Regions from separate parts of the Triticum aestivum genome. Here region 1 is linked to region 2. Evidence: chromatin contacts called from public HiCAR-type data. All regions are on one chromosome and are shown on one strand. Each heading gives the region's core, a stretch centred on a gene start, on an enhancer-like site or on the middle of the called end of the contact. The rest is flanking DNA. Distances are from core to core; before and after follow the strand shown. Region 1 holds the start of LOC123159144 (putative anthocyanidin reductase). Region 2 holds the start of LOC123161539.

Region 1 (4,633 bases), core at 1,732-4,231, 200 kb before region 2:
GGGCAAAGGTGCAGTGCAGGATCAGGTGACCTGGGGTTTCTTCCTCTCGATCGCAAAGGTTACACTCCCCATTGTCTGGCCAACCTCTCTTTTGCAGGTTGTCGGTGGTGAGGTTTCTCTCCCAAAGCCATCGCCACATGAAGAAACGGCATTTAGGCTTACAGTTTCTGAAACTCTGTAGCCGCATAGCATCCTGTGTATTGCTGGAGGTAGGCAGAACTAGCGCTGTATTTGCAGGTTGGCAGTCCACAAGCCAATGAACTGACGAAGCTGCAAAGCACTGGAGATGCACCGCAGACCAACCATCCAAGTCCCCTGGACGATGGCAGATGCAACAGAGATATTCTTCTTGCGAGCAAGCAGGAAAAGATCAGGAGCTATATCGCATTGCCAGTCAGCCAACTGGAGTTGCTCAGTGTGCATTTCGGCCATAATAACTCCTAAAGTAATACTACTATACCTGTTACCAATTAACACAGTTTTGTGACTGAAGAAAGAATCTGGAGTTGGGAGTATTGCATGGGTCTCTGTTTCCTGCTGTTTTTCGTGTCCAGGGCTTCCCATTTTTCGGGTAGAAACAAGTTGAACATGAGCATGGTAAATGTGCTGGTTTATAGCTCTTTGACGTGATAAATACTTGTGCCTTTATATGCTTAGCTCGTGTATTAGGTTACATGGAAAATCCAAAGATTTCAGCGATGATATGAATGTGTACAGATTTCCAGAGCAAAAATCAAAGAACAAGCTAACCTTAAGCTGCCAGTAAATAACAAAGCATCTCTGTTATTTATATATCGTTTTTCTTCTTTTAGTAATACATGTGGTACTGTAAAATAATGAACAAGTAAAGAACATACTATGATCACTTGCCCTACACACCATTGAGTTCATCACTCCTGCTGGACGATGAGCTTGGATGCATCCAGGGAGCCCAGCCTCACAGCACAGTCGATGCTTTCGTCTAGTATCTCCTCCACCCCGTACTTGTACCTGAAGCCCAGCTCCCCAAGCTTGTTCCTCTCGGGTTGCACCCTGGCTACATCATCAGTCCTGTCATGCACCAATTCAGCAAGTCAGCCGATTGCAGCAGCGCAACACATGATCATGGATGTCGCCGAATTTCATGTGAAGCTCGACGATGAACCCATGGAATGCATAATAATTCCTTTTTCTTTTTTGCCGGGGTATAATAATTCTTTGTTGCAGGGGAAGAACTCGGTACTTACTCTCTGAGGACTTCAAGGTGGGGGTACTTGCTGCTGTAGTGGTCTAGGATGTCGTGGATCGTCGGGTAGGCGGCGGCACAGAGGAACCGACCGGAGAGGGCAGGCTGCTCCATGCAAAAGATGAGCGCGGAGCAGACGTCGTCGACGTGCACCAGCGGCAGCGAGCCCAGCAACCTCTGCAGGATCCTCGGCAGCATGAAGTAGGGCCCTTGCTTGGTTACCGGGGCCACCATGCTCTCCACCGTCTCTGGGAGGTGGCTGAGCACTGTGTCGCCCCCGACAAGGCCCAACGCCAGGGTGACCACCTCGAACGCCGGGCTCTCACCGTCGTTGTAGCTTAGGAGCTCCTTCTCTGACAGGACCTTTGACTCTATGTACTTCTGCAGATGAGCACCCAGCACTGTCACTATGATGATGTTGCTATGAATTTATACATCTGTAGGTGATAAGATTGGCATTTTGCATCTGATGTACAGATCATGAATCCATGCTTCAGTTTGAACTTTGAAGGACAAGAAGAACACTACCACTTACATCGAAATGCACGCTCCGAAGAGGGTAATCCACATCCAGCAGAGTCCAACAAGATTCAGAGATGAAATCGCTGTACACCGCGGCCGCGGCGCTGGAGGACTTAGTTAGAGGCGAAGCGGCCGTCACCGAGGCGGTGTGGATGACGCGCTTCACCGTCTTAGATTCCGCGCATAGCCCGAGGATGACGCGCACCCCGTCCGCGGCGGCTTCCGCCGAAGTCTTGTACTAAGGAGGGGCAAAACTATGAGATTTAGGCTGTTTTTAATGAACATATGACAGAAAAACTAATGAGTAGTAGGTGTTTTTTTCTTGGGCTGGGGGGGGGCACCGCCCAGGTTGGCCCCCATGAAGCTCCGCCACTGCAAATGACTCAATCAGCATCGACTGGTGGACTCTGAATAAGTTAACAGTCTGAACTCTGAAACTGTATTTGTGCACAGCCCTATGCTTTTCCCCCCGATTGATCTCAGAAATTCCATGTGATTCAGTTCGTGATCAGCAACCGGATCAAGAACTGATACCGGACATCAATCGAATCTTTCTACGCTACAAACACTGATGACAGATCGAAGCGCGGGGATTTCCAATTTCAGTTTCAGTTTGACTGACCTTGGAGGCGGCGGCCCCGTGCGCGGAGGGGTTGGCGACGAGGAAGATGAACTGGCAGCCGGCGATGGCCGGCGCGAAGCTGGCGGCGTCGTAGAGGTCGGCCTCAAACAGCACCAGCCGATCCGGCGGCGCGCCGCCGGGGACGAGCCGCCGCAGCAGCCCCGCTTTCCCCTCGTCCGCTGCAGCCAACCACAACCACACCAACCAGATCGGATAAGCCCGGCGGCGCCAGAGCCGGCGAATCAGACACGCGGCCACAAGCCATATGACCTACGGCGAGTTAATTAGTGGAATGCGCGTACCGACGCTCCGCAGGGTGGCGTGGACGGTGTAGCCTGCCTCCAGCAGCTTCCTGACGAGCCAGGAGCCGATGAACCCGGCGCCGCCGGTGACGCACACCGGGACGCCGCGCCCGCCGCTGCCCGCGCCGTTCCCCTCTTCCGCCATTGCTGCCGCCTGACTGACGGGGTGGAGATGAACCTGCTGTGAAGTGAGGAGGAGGAGCTGGGCTGCTGCTTCCGGCGGTTCTTGGCCATTTTTATACCGCGGGAGAGATGACCGTGAGGGGCAAGGCGGTTTGACTGTTGACCGCGAGAGAGAAGAATAACTTCGCTTCTCTTTTGGAAAAACAAGGAGAAAATGGTGAGAGGCCTGGAAAAATAATAGGACCAAGCCGTAATATAAAGAATAAAATAGTATATTTTTCCTCTTTTCTTACGTGAAGCGGTTGACTGATTTTGTGGTTGAGTTGTTCTCTTTCGAAACAGGCTGTTATCCCCATAATACTCCCTCTGTACCGAAATAGTTGTCGCTTCAGACAACTATACTCCAGCGACAAGTATTTCGATATAGAGGGAATGTAGTGAGGAAACTTTGTTACAAAGCAAATATAAAAAGTTAAGATACAGTATGAAGCTTTCGCTCGCGAACTCGCCAGCACCACCATCAGACACCTAGGTCACCGCCGCGACGATGACCGACCCGTCCAAACTAGATATTGGGCGCCTCCACTTCTGCTAGAAGAGAGCCGGTAAGAGTTGAAGCCAGTACTCCACTTCCGATGTAGCATGCTGTTATAATGATTTGTCGTGTTCCTTCCTTTTGCCCAAATTTGCCTTCAGATAGGCAATGTTCTGATCTATGGAGCATGTGTCTATTATGCTAGTATCATTACTACTACGGATGGCGTTGTTCAGCCTTGGTGATGCTCTTTGAGTGAAGGAATTCTTTTATCTGACAGGAATGCAGTTCATCATTTCCTTAAAAAATTACCCATTGCATTTTTGTCTGACGTGTATGCTTGTTACTTCAGTACTACTCCCTTTGACTGAAGAAAGGACCTTGGTACTTTGGTCCTGAGTTGGGAGTATTGCATGGGCCTCTGTTTCCTGTTTTTTTTTTTTTTTGTACACAGGGCTTTCCGTTTTTCGGGTACAAACAAGTTGAAGATGAGCATGGCTTTTGGTAAATGTGTTGGTTAATACTAGTTTTTTGCCATGATAAAGAATGTTTCCTTTGTGCGTTTAACTCGTGCATTAGATTACAAGAAAAATCCTAAGATTTCAGCGATGATACCGATTTCCAGAGCAGAAGTCGAAGAACAAACTAACCTTAAGCTGCCAGTAAATAATAACAAAACCTCTCTGTTATTTATGTATAGTTTTACTTCTTTTGGTACATGCTGTTATTTATGCGTCGTTTTACTTCTTTTGGTACATGTGCTACTGTAAAATGATGAACAGTTAAACAGCATACTATGATCACTTGCCCTGCACACCAAGGGAAGGGTGACCACTTCGAACGCCGGGCTCTTGCCATCGTTGTAGCTCAGGAGCTCCTTCTCTGACAGGACCTTTGACTCTATGTACTTCTGCAGATGAGTACCCAACACTATCTCCATGATGATGTTGGTATGAATTTGTTCTTCTGTAGGTGCTAAGATTGGCATTTTGCATCTGATGTACAGATCATGAATCCATTATAGTTTGAAGGACAAGATCACTACTACTTACATCAAAGTGCGCGTTACGAAGAGGGTAATCGACTTCCAGCGGAGTCCAACAAGATTCAGAGATGAAATCCCTGTACACCGCAGAGGCGTCGGCGGAAGACTTTGTCAGCGGCGAAGCGGCCGACACCGATGCGGTGTGGATGACGCGCTTCACCGTCTTAGATTCCGCGCATAGCGGAGGATGACGCGCACCGCGTCCACGGCGGCTTCTGCCGAAGTCTTGTACTGCCAGCCAAAATGGTACTAAAATGAC
Region 2 (4,964 bases), core at 2,350-4,849:
GTTGCTAGCGATTTAAACTGTTTTATGACAGGTCAGGCCCGCCCCTAAACAATCCGTTTGTTTGACCATTATCTTACATGTGGGACCCATGTGTAAGTTCTCTCTTCTTCCTCTATCTTCTCTTCTCTCCTCTGGCTCTTTCTTCTTCCTCTCCCCCTGCCCGACTACCCCCATCTGCCTACGGCCACCTCCACCATCTGTCACGCGTTAAGACAAGGTTGATGGTGGGATCGCAGGAGCGCGGGCTGTTGCCATCCGTGTGCCATGGCTAGGAGCACGCCCGCAGCACCCAGGAGCAAGGGCCACCGCCAGCCGCGCCAAGGAGCACGGGCCGCCACCAGTCGCGCCATGGCCAGGGGCTCGGGCCATCGCGCAAAGGAGCACGGGCCACCACGCACCATGGCTAGGAGCAACGGCAGCGGTCGGTAGGGAACTCCGCCACCTAGTCTGTCGCCCGCCTCGTGCCGAGGAACGCAGCGGCCGACCCGCCTCCTTTCGCCTGGTCGGCGACCTGGCTGCCGGCGCCATTTTTCTGGGCACACGCGAGTTATCCTCAAAGGCCCGATTGTTTTTTCTAAAAACATTCAGGGACATGATTGCTTTTTTAAGAAAACTTACAGGGGTTGTCGGTAAATGTATAAAAGAACACATTTTTTATATTAGAATATGACAAAGGGACACTGACATGTGGACCCCACATGTAAGGTAACAGTCAAACAGACAGTCAGATCAACGGTTTTCTTACATGCGGGTTCTGACTGTTATAATTGCGACCACTTTTAAAACACTCTATGATTAGGGTTTTTTGAAATAGCCGACCGCTCACTTGATGGTTATATGAGAAAAAATAAAAACCGATAGTTTTTTAAACCCTAGCCCGTAAAGTACTAATTTTTTTTGAACGGTCACCGGGGGAGAGGATCCCCACCTGAATATATTGCTCGAAAAGCTGCCAAAGCCAAGAGTCACCCCTTAAGTTTTGGCCGATCCAGTTTATAAGGGAAACCGGATCAAAAACCTAAACAAGTTGACCCCGTTTATGAGGGAAACCGGGCCGAAAACCATACAGGTAACAAGGTTATAGAAGATGAGAAAAAAGAGCCACCCAGGAAAGGGCATGACCTAGCTAGCAGGAAGAAAGACCAACACCACGAGAGACACAAGTAGATGTGGGGTTCTGTCGAGGGATCACAATACCAAGACTCTGCAAACAACCTAACGCACCGCACCGGCGTGCGTACCGAGCCACGTGGCACAACAGAGGATCAATCATAATCAACGAGTGCCAAACCATAACACAAACCTTGACTGGAACATCCGCCATGGGCGGTCAGAACGATTAGCAGGTTGGGGAGGCATCATTGTGTCATCATTGAGCAAAGGTGAACCAAGACAACACCAAGAGCCCAAAGCTCACCGTAGCACAATGGCAACCATGGGAGGGTCTTGAGCATGCACAGCAACAGGACGGAGACCACGCGAAGGACAGCCAAGAGAAACACCTGAAAAAGAAACACACCACCGTCGGCCCCAAGCTGGCCGCATCACCACCACCGTACCAAACGCACCAGCCTCAACCACACAACAACAACAGGGGCCATGGTTTGGGCCTCCAAGATGACGCCTCCAAGGAGGTAGTGCTGTCGAAGACACAACACCATCATCCGATCCGGCAAGCCCGATCTTGGGTTTTCATCGGAGACCACAAAGCAAAATACCATAGGTGCTGGAGCTCCACAGCAGCACCTCCTGCGAGGAAGACTACGTCCATAGACGCCGCTGCCGCCGACATCGACATAGTCGATGAAAGGTTCTCACCCGGAGTTTGAGCACATCCCTACAGCAAGACGGCCTAAACCACGCCGAAGCAGATCCACACGGAACAGCTCGAAGACCACGCCTCTAGGAAGGTATACGACGCCGGGGAGGCACCGTCATGGTCGGCTCACACAATGGGTGAGCAGGGATTTCTCCCAGAGCACCGCCGTACAGGACCCGATTCGGACCACTGCAGTTCAGATCCAGCCCGAGATCGCCGCCAGGCCAGCCGCCATCACGACCGGCATGCCCCGAGCCAGAAGCAAGCCACGCATTCACCAGCACTGCCGGCAGCGCTAACCAAGCCGCCGAGCACCATCCCATGACCGATCGCCTCGAAGATCGCCAGATCGGGGACGAGGATCTCGGCAAGCTCCGACCACTGCCAGATCTGGAGCTGGCGCGCCGGTCGCTCCGGTTCCACCTCGCCCCGCAGCTCCCCTGACTCGACGCGCGCCCGTGGCCGCCCGCACCAGCACCGGGCGCCACCACGACCGCGCCACACGCCCAGGGCCGCTCGCACCCAGGACGAGGACGCCCCGCGCCAGCACGCCCGAGCCCGCAACCCCCCGCCATCGAACCCGCAGGCCCACCACGGCGGCCACCGCCGGCCACTCAGCCGCGCCCCCACAGCGCCGCGCCGAGCAGTCGTCCACACAAGCCGTCAGCTCGAATTTTTACCGGTCAGCACCCCGTCCACAAGGACCAGCAGCCACATCCGGCAGCCATGGGGCTAGAGCAGGGGCAGCCGATGCATTTAGACGGCCGGCAGCCGTAGCCAAGCAAGCATGGAAGCAGGAGGCGTGGGGAGGATTTTGGATCTGAGGGAGAAGGAGAGAACGCAGCAGGCTGGAGAGGAGGCTGCACGCAGCCTCGCCGCCGCCGTCCGCCACGGGGCTTCGCCCGGCGGCCTCCTCCGGCGACGGCGAGGGGAGGGGTGGTCTAGTGGAGGTCGGCCGGAGAGTGGCGGCGGGGACCTCCGGAGTCGCTCGACCCGGGAGGCTCGGTATCTCCTCCATTATGCTATGTCTGCGTCCCTCTCTCGGACTCCATAAAGTACTAATAGTTTTATGCTATTTACTCCCGTGGTGATCGAGCTTGAACTCGGGCATGGAGGTGGTGCTGCGCCACGACGAGCGGACGGCGCGGCAGCGGCCGACGTCTTTGGGCGGCAGCAGCATGAGTATCTTGTCGACGAGGATCTCCTCGCACAGGTCGTCCAGCTTGGTCCCGTTGTCCCCTTCCATCACCGCCGGTGCTCCGGCCGGCCGATTGGGTGAAACAAACGAACGCGTCAGTGCCCAGGACCGGCTCGGAAGATGGACACGAGAGAGCACGAACGTGTGCTCGCCCGCGTAGCGCCGGGATGATATACGGCGGTGCTCCGGCCGGTCAGGCGAGAAGTTGATATCCAGGCGAGTGAGGGAACCAGAACAGCAGCTACATGGGCTTCACTCAATGGTAGTAACTGACGCGGACGGCGATGGATGATGGGCGGCCGACACGCCTGCGCCCGCGCGGTGCACGCCGCCTCGTTCCCATCACCGAATCATCGCCGCTCGTTGCAGATCGTGCGGCGGCGGCGCAGCGCACGGGTGCTGCGCGCGCCGCCGCCCTCCTTTGCTTCGCCACTAAGCACGCGCGCGTCGGCCGTCCACGTGGAGGCCCCAGGGGGCGCCAGCAGAGCATATTCCCGAGCCCACGTGGCGCGTCCAGATGCTGGTACCGGGACAGCGCATCATACGCACCGGCGACTATGTAGTGCAGCGTACACGCACGCCTCTTCCTCTCCTGTCCTCCTGCCTCTTCTCTCGTCTTCTCGTAGTAACAGCGCAGGCAGAAGAAGCTAGGTAGCAAACCTCGGGCGGTGAGCATGGAGGGGGACGGGAGGAAGGAGGGCGAGACGCCGGCGGCGGCGGTGAGAGGCGTGGCGTCGTTCGGGGCGTCCGTGCAGGAGTGGGGGCAGCACATGAAGGCCAGCGTGGTGGGCGTGTGGCGGAAGGCGACGGCGAGGAGCGAGCAGGAGGCGGCGGAGGCGGACCTGCGCGCGGCCAAGGAGCAGGTGGAGGCCACCGACGAGGCCGAGGCCAAGAAGAAGCGCCTCGCCGGCTGATCCAGGTCACCACGGCGCAGATAGCCCGTTTTTCAATCCATCGCTTTCGCCTGCTCTGCTCCGTCATCTGGGCTTTTTCTTTCTTCCAATCTGCTGTCTGTAGCCCTTCCTTCCACTTTGTAGTAGAGTGGACGTGTAGTTGTTTTACCCCTGATAAGACTAGTTTTATACTCCTTCCGTCCGAAAAAGTTTGTCAAGTTTCTTCGGACGGAGGGAGTACATGTGTATATCTGAAACTGCAGCATGTATGTATTGATGATCCAGGCCAATCTCAACAGCCGTTCTACTGTATGTCACGCACCTTCAGAATTCAGATGCAGAAATAGTAACTGAAATTTCTGCATGTAATGCTCATGTTGCATGTAATACTGTCTAGCCGGGTTACTTTCTGACTAAACCAAGCCAGTAGGGCATATATCAGTGCAGATTATTTCAGAAAGTACCTAGGCTGATAACACTGTATCTATTTCAGAAGTAAACAACAGGATAACAGATCATGAATTGCTTCTTGGCTGCAAGTTTTCCATGGCCTTCACCATGATTTATTGAGTTTTTCCAGCAACACCCGAGATAAGCTGCACTGGACAAACCGAATATGTTGCACGCATATCCACCGAAAATGGTCTAAAGTAGCAAAATTCCATGAATACTCGATGCAGAAGTTTCAGAGATCACCTGTAAAATCATTTAGGATACCCGGGAAGACGGTATTCTACAACAATGCAAGATTTCAGTATTCTACAACAATGGATACAGAACACAACCCAACCTTCCCGAGCGGGATAAATCAGTAGAGAATCGTCAAAACCTTCACTTCATTTGCATGCAATGTTACAACTATATGAGCATTTTCGCCTGACATTTCATATCAGTCATTCCTTCGCTTTCATCAGGATGCTTGTATACTCTATATGCCTTTATAGATTACTGGCTAGTAAACTATTTTTGGAACCTAGTAAACTTCACACTGAGCTCTGACTTTTTCTTTGTAGAGGAATTGGTCACACCTCCAAAGAATGAGAACCTAGAATCA

What was found. HiCAR-type assays count read pairs that join an accessible place to other places.
Region 1: a contact with region 2 is called in a HiCAR-type map of leaf, with 4 times the contacts expected there. The contact joins the promoter of LOC123159144 here to the promoter of LOC123161539 in region 2. A contact is called at or near these places in 3 of 5 Hi-C or Micro-C datasets (leaf and an unstated tissue) and 1 of 1 datasets of contacts at active chromatin or transcription factors (leaf).

The regions. Positions count from the first base shown.
Region 1 is chr7B:687,925,928-687,930,560 of IWGSC CS RefSeq v2.1, reverse strand. LOC123159144 (putative anthocyanidin reductase) reads right to left here and starts at 2,981. Exons shown (of 5, transcript XM_044576962.1): 1 at 2,672-2,981; 2 at 2,370-2,548; 3 at 1,761-1,985; 4 at 1,227-1,606; 5 at 734-1,050. The coding sequence starts at 2,816. The coding sequence ends at 891. It also overlaps the pseudogene LOC123159145.
Region 2 is chr7B:687,724,541-687,729,504 of IWGSC CS RefSeq v2.1, reverse strand. LOC123161539 reads left to right here and starts at 3,599. Exons shown (of 1, transcript XM_044579352.1): 1 at 3,599-4,242. The coding sequence starts at 3,692. The coding sequence ends at 3,931.